Linked DNA regions of Gasterosteus aculeatus: region 2 is linked to region 1. The links are chromatin contacts, called in public Hi-C maps. All regions are on one chromosome and are shown on one strand. The core of a region is the stretch at or near the end of the contact, and the rest is flanking DNA. Distances in the headings are between cores, read along the strand shown. Region 1 holds the start of LOC120819883 (succinate receptor 1-like). Region 2 overlaps LOC120821635 (muscleblind-like protein 1).

What was found. Hi-C and Micro-C count contacts between places; a contact is called where the count stands out from the background.
Region 2: a Hi-C map of skeletal muscle shows a contact between it and region 1, with 7 times the contacts expected there. The contact joins the enhancer-like site here to the promoter of LOC120819883 in region 1. A contact is called at or near these places in 4 of 6 Hi-C or Micro-C datasets (skeletal muscle, tail fin and whole body).

What each region holds. Positions count from the first base shown.
Region 1 is chr1:11,297,577-11,300,599 of fGasAcu3.hap1.1, reverse strand. It overlaps LOC120819883 (succinate receptor 1-like), which reads left to right and starts at 1,452. Exons shown (of 3, transcript XM_040177653.2): 1 at 1,452-1,715; 2 at 2,304-2,414; 3 at 2,838-3,023. The coding sequence starts at 2,412.
Region 2 is chr1:11,347,677-11,350,699 of fGasAcu3.hap1.1, reverse strand. The region is part of intron 2 of LOC120821635 (muscleblind-like protein 1); the gene reads right to left. Among protein-coding and RNA genes, the nearest start is that of LOC144400534, 3.8 kb to the left of the region's middle. Within about 2 kb of position 1,424, at least 2 of the 9 cell types and tissues checked have open chromatin away from gene starts, as enhancers often do.

The DNA.
Region 1 (3,023 bases), core at 203-2,702:
CAGTGACTTTTTCTCACATGCCTTGCAGCAGCAGAGCATGTGCTTTGCTAGGGCCGGCCAACACTGAAAGCTTTGTTGCCAAAATATACAGTCTGCTCCCTATCGAAAGAAACATCATCTAGATGTATTATCCAACCAGGGGAAAGACGGCCGACATTACAAAGAGAATATAAAAGTCAGCATTGTGGTATTGTTTTTGTTAGTAGTTTCGTTATTGACACCATTTAACAAACAAGTACATTGTGCTGCATGTTTTTCTTAAGCCATGATACTTGCTGTACCGGGATTCGTACCTTTGTACGGGTTATACTTGGCGAAAGTCTCCCTGAGGTGTTAAATGCCAGCTGCGCCTGTAATTCGTCCCTTTCCGTCCAACTCACTTTGGTGTTGGGTGGGACATGATGTCATCTAAGTTTGCATTTTTAACTTCTTCTTTTTTAAATCTAATATTCTTTTTTTCTTTTTATCCTTTATTTACTTTTATTCTAGCCCACAGCTTTCTACTTTACACTGTAGAGCTAAATTGTAAATATGTAAATTGAACATGCCATTTTTCTTTTTGTTTGTTTATTTGTCTAGTTTTCCATTGTCTCATTGTCTTACCGTCCGATGTTATGCACAAACGTTATGTCAAATGTCAAAGATATTTTGGCAATTATAGTCTGATTCCTGATTTGTTTTGTTGAGCTTGTTGATGTTAATAATTCCATTGAAGTCAATAATTTTGTTTTCATACTTGATAACAACCAAAACTTGCTCTTACCATGTGCACATCAGAAGACAACATTTAGAAAACGTCTCAGTCAGGAAGGGGATCAGGTTTTATCATTTAGCATTTTAAGAGATGCACTGCTACAATGTTGAGAGTTGAGTGAGAGTAGTTTTAACACATTTAAAGATGGCGCGTGATAACGGGAAGTAGCATATGTGATTTCCTGAAATTCAAGGCCTTCTTGGAAGTTTAAGTCCAAATACTGGAACTAGTTACTGAAAAAAGTGTTTTTCGTTTTGTCATTTGCAGACTTGGCGCTGGCTCTGTTTCAGTGAACTTGAATTTCACCTAATCCTTCTCTTTACTTCTCTTTACTGGGACCTTTAGAGTACAGGTTTATGAAAACAGATGGTCATAACATGGAATAATGGCAATGGCAAATTGTCTTTTTTTAAAGCAATCGTCTTGCATTGTTTTCAAAGAAACTGTTCATTTAAAGATTTCTTTTAAACCATTGAAACAGAACCATGCTGCAATGCACAGCACAGAATGACAGTGACAAGTTGTTGGTTAAAAACTCTGACGGAAACTCTGTGTCTTGGCTCAAGAGGTCTGCCAGCCCTCCCATCTAGAAAGTCATTTATATATAGAGTGTGTGAAAAAATAAGCTGATCTGAAACTAATCTAAAATTAGATATTAATCATCAAGTGTGAAAACAAAAGAGGGGAAAAAAATATGTTTGCGTAGACTGAATTAAATAAGCAAACTTGCAAGCACTTGTGGCCGGAATTGAATTTGCGACATATCCTGTCGCTCTCTTACCAGCATCTTCACTTTATATTTAGAGACGACTCTGCAAGGGGCATTTTGTATCTCAAAACCAGCTGGACAGCTAGCAGAGAGAGAATAGAGTGACCTGATACCTCATTGCCAACATTTTCCCTTTTTTGAAGTGCCGTTTTCTGTTTTTTATTTGGACATATTTTTCACTCTTGGTAAATTGTAAGTACTGTATATCTAAAATAAAGTTAGGAGACATTGATCATTCTCTAAATGATTCTTCCATCCACATAAAGATGACATTTGAAGATAAATAACACTCGCTTATTCAGTATAGGCATCAAAGTATTTCCTCAGTGTATTAAAAATAACTAGGTATTGCGCTCAGTTGCAAGCTTCCATTACTGAGGTGCAGCTGAACTGAAACATGGATGGTTGGCTGATCAGCAATTGACCCATCTGACAGATGAAGACACGGCCGTTGGAGGACAAACACTATGTTACTACTCGTGCCACTAAAAATTTTATTAAGTTTGAAATTACTGTTGAAGCAGTTGATAACAGGTTTAATTTCAAGATCAAATGTTTAACTAATACACGACCATGCATGCATTGTTTATTGGGTATTTCGAAGAGCACATATAACACATCCACTTTAACAAATACACAGACAGAACATGGCTGTGCAGTTATATAGTAACTTATAAAGTCTTCTATGAGCTATTGTTTGGTTGACATCATCTTTCCAAATTTAAAATGCAAATACAACTTAAATTGCTTGTGTGTTTTGTTATCTACGTCATATTAAAGGCATCAGTACCCTGAGAAGCCAGTGTTGACTGTTTCCAGTGTACAGACAGGGGCTGAACCTGCTTTGTACTCCCTACGCACGTTAGCAGCAGCTACTAGAACCACATCATGGTAAGTCTTACACCAACACCACGGTAAAGTTGCATTCCAAAATGTGTTTATGTTAAATCTGTTGTCAAAACATTGTTCATAGGAGTTAGTTCCTATTCTTGCTCGCCTGTTTGATCTGTTTGTTGGATCTTCCCTCCCTTCCCTCATACTTCTCTTCCTCGTCACCTCATTTCTGCCTTATCCTTACCTCATTTTTTATTTTTTATTTCATGTACATTTATGTAAATATTGTATTCTTATTCTTATTTTTATTTTAAAATTGGTCGGCTTTCCGGAAAGGCAAGTACAAGAATTTCAATACACAGGGTGTAAACAGTGTGTAAATGACAATAAAATCTTTGAATCTTCTGTCCTTTCTTGACATGGTGTCTATTTTACCCTTGTTCTGTTCTTTCTCGTCATCCCCTCCCGTCTTCTCGCCAGGTGCTGAATTGTACAGAAATCGTTGACATGCTGGAGAGGTACTACCTGTCGCCATCTTATGGCATCCAGTTCTGCATTGGCTTCCCTGGAAACCTTTTGGTTATACTCGGCTACATATTTTGTTTGCCAAAGTGGCAGAGCTGCAATATTTACCTCTTCAACCTGGCCGTCTCCGACCTTATTTTC
Region 2 (3,023 bases), core at 175-2,674, 50 kb before region 1:
AGGCAACAAAATGCAGTTTAGCATCCAACCAGAAGTGCAAAATAGCAAAAAGTGCAGAGTATGTGCATATGTAAAGTAATGTAAGTGAATAAATAGATATGTATTACCGGAAATGAAAGAACAAAAAACTATTGTGTTTAGAACATGTCAGAACATTTAACAGAATAACAACAGAACAGAATAAATTGATTATTTTGTAGTGTCAGAATTCTTGTCTATGAAATCTCAATTTAACATCTTTACCGCTCCAAAGATGTTTATTTCACTTGAGATTATTCATAAAATTCTTAGCAAAGTAGTTTGTTCAAATTGTCAAATAATGTTTCGTCTGTGTTCTGTTTCAAAAAGGATTTTTCTTCAAATGAACGGAGGCAAAGAAAACACTTTTTATAGATGTGGTCGGGTAAAAATAAAGGAAGAAAATTAAAAGGAAGTGAAAGCGCTTCACTGAACTTCTGCTGCACTCTTCTGGGAGTTGTACAAAGCAAAGACTCACAGGCTCATCTGTGCTACTCCTTTGGAAGCTGTCTCACTTGACGCTGGGTGTTTTACACGGACCAGGGATTTACTATAGATCTCCTCTCAATTGAGACAAATGACTTATAATTCACTTTACTCTTTAAACACTAAAAAACAGAACAGGCCGTAGAAGAGACGCCGCATCGACGTCTGTAACAATAACCTAAACACAGAATGGGACTAATCTGATTCCCAGTGTCTGTAGGCAGTGCAGCGTGTGTCCGGGTGCCTGGAGCCGTGGGCGAGTTTGTTCATCCCACAGCCAACAGCCCGAAAGGGGAGAAGGAAGGAATGTAATTTACAATCTCATAATGCCTGCTCGACTGAACACTCCCCCTGATAGGTGTAATATTTTAGATATCCCCATCACTTCTTTTTTTTACTTCCCCTTCCTCCTTAGTTCCCTCCCTACTAAATCCCCAGTAAATCCCAAGCCCCCATGCCGATATTAGTCCTCCTCATCATTAATACACAACGATTGCAGTGCCGAGGTGCTGCCGGGACCATCTGAGCAGATTCACGTCCGTGTGCAGAATGTGCAAAAGGTAGAATTACGGCTTTTACTCTTCTCTGGCTTCGCTATCCATATCTTCCCATTAATCCTGATAATATTTCTATGGGAGACGGGGAGAGCCACCCTGCGACGACCGCAGTACCACCTCCCGTGCCCATTGCCGCCCACAATGACACCTGCTTTTGCAACCCAGCACGTGCATCGTCACATTCGTCTTCTTCCCCCCCCCCTCTCTCCTCGCCTCGTGTGTCGCTCCGTCGCTCATCTCACTTTTCTGTTTCCGTTCTACCGAGCTACAGCGGGAAAGACACTTTGCATCAGAGAGCAGCAGAATGTCACGACCTCTCCAGCGTTTTCATTGGCCGAGAGCCGAGAGTGAGAGCATTCCCAGCGTGCCGATTGGCCCCAAGGCACACATTAACCACGCTCCATGTCCGGCTCATTCCCTGTGTGGCTGTCACTATTGATCAGTTCTAATTGGCTAATGTCTTTTGATTTTCAAGGCACATTCCCCCTGGGTAACCTGACTCGAGCGTGTCGACTCCAGCTGAGAGAGTGTGTGTGTGTGTGGTTGTTTGCTTGCACGTGTGTCTGTGTGTCTGTGTGTGACAATGGAGATCTTATGGAACATACCCAGATCACTTTTTGAAGGCCATCTGTTCACTGGTTTACAACGGACAACTAAGGCGGCTTAGCAATGTTTTCTTTGTATAATTAATAGATACAATGTGTTTGTGTAATTTGAAAGTTGTCTCTTTGGAAAAGCAACTCTTGATCCCCGTCTATTTCATGTCAACGTGTCCTTGGGAAAAAAAATGCCGCAGTGTCTTTCTTTCCTAAATGTGAAGGTCGGTGCGGTTCTCTTCTCAATCAGCTGTAGCAATAACACCGAGGGGCGTAATCACTTATAATATACATCTGATGCAGAGAACCTCTCATGTGCATCATCATTAATACGTTTTTGTAGATTTTTTCACTCCTTGAGAAGTCATTATCTCATGATGAAGTCAAAATCCTGATTGTTATGCTTGCAGTGATGAGGATATACCTCTCTGCATTGAGAAAGATCATCACCCCGACACCATCCTCCCCCCTCTGTTTTACGGGAATAGGCCCTTTACCTATTGGTGCTGTTTGTTTGTTGAACAATCCGATCCCCAGTGAAGCCCCCACCGATCACCGTCTGCGATGCTAAGGTCGTTCCTGCCCCCTTTCTCTCTGCCGCCCCCCCACCCTGTCCACACAGTGTCAGTGCAGGTTAACTGTGATTCAGTCTGATCCAAAGCAGTGCTCCCTCTGTCTCAGAGTGTACGGCCACCAGTCTGTGGTTCCTCCTTCACCTGTCTGCCCGTCCTGCGCTTGGACGCCGATATGCAGACACGACTACACCTGGATCTCAGGCATTCTCTCGATTGCTCCGCCTTCCTCCATGTCTTGTGTCTCCAACCTTTCGGGGAGTTGTCTGGACTGGACTAAGCTGCGCTCGAAGCCTTTTCAGGGAACAAATGTTAACAATAATTCGTTCCTCATTCAAAGCTACAAAACATGATTTGACCTGTCAGGGTCAATGCTTCTGCATATGCTGGACCCCATCAAATATAGATTCCGAAACTTAAATCCGTTAGTTTCACTTGCTTTTATTTGGCATCCGTTAAATGAAGTGAAGCAGCTGTCACAGAGGCGCTGTGTGCTGTATGTGTTTGCATGTACACGCTGGGGAAAGGGGAATGGGGCATTCTGCGCTTATAAATCAACCTTGGCCTCATTACACCAGATTTTCAGACATTAATCAGCTCCCGGACACTGGTGAACACATTCACACTCATTTCTTTTTTTAGACGATACAACACACAGTTTGGAGTGGAAGAATGTTGTTGATGCTTTGGAATAAATTGGTACGATGGGAACAACACAGCTGACTTAATTACCAGGTGCCTACATATACATTACATGCACACAAACATGTGTCCAGATCTTGAGTTACTTCCAT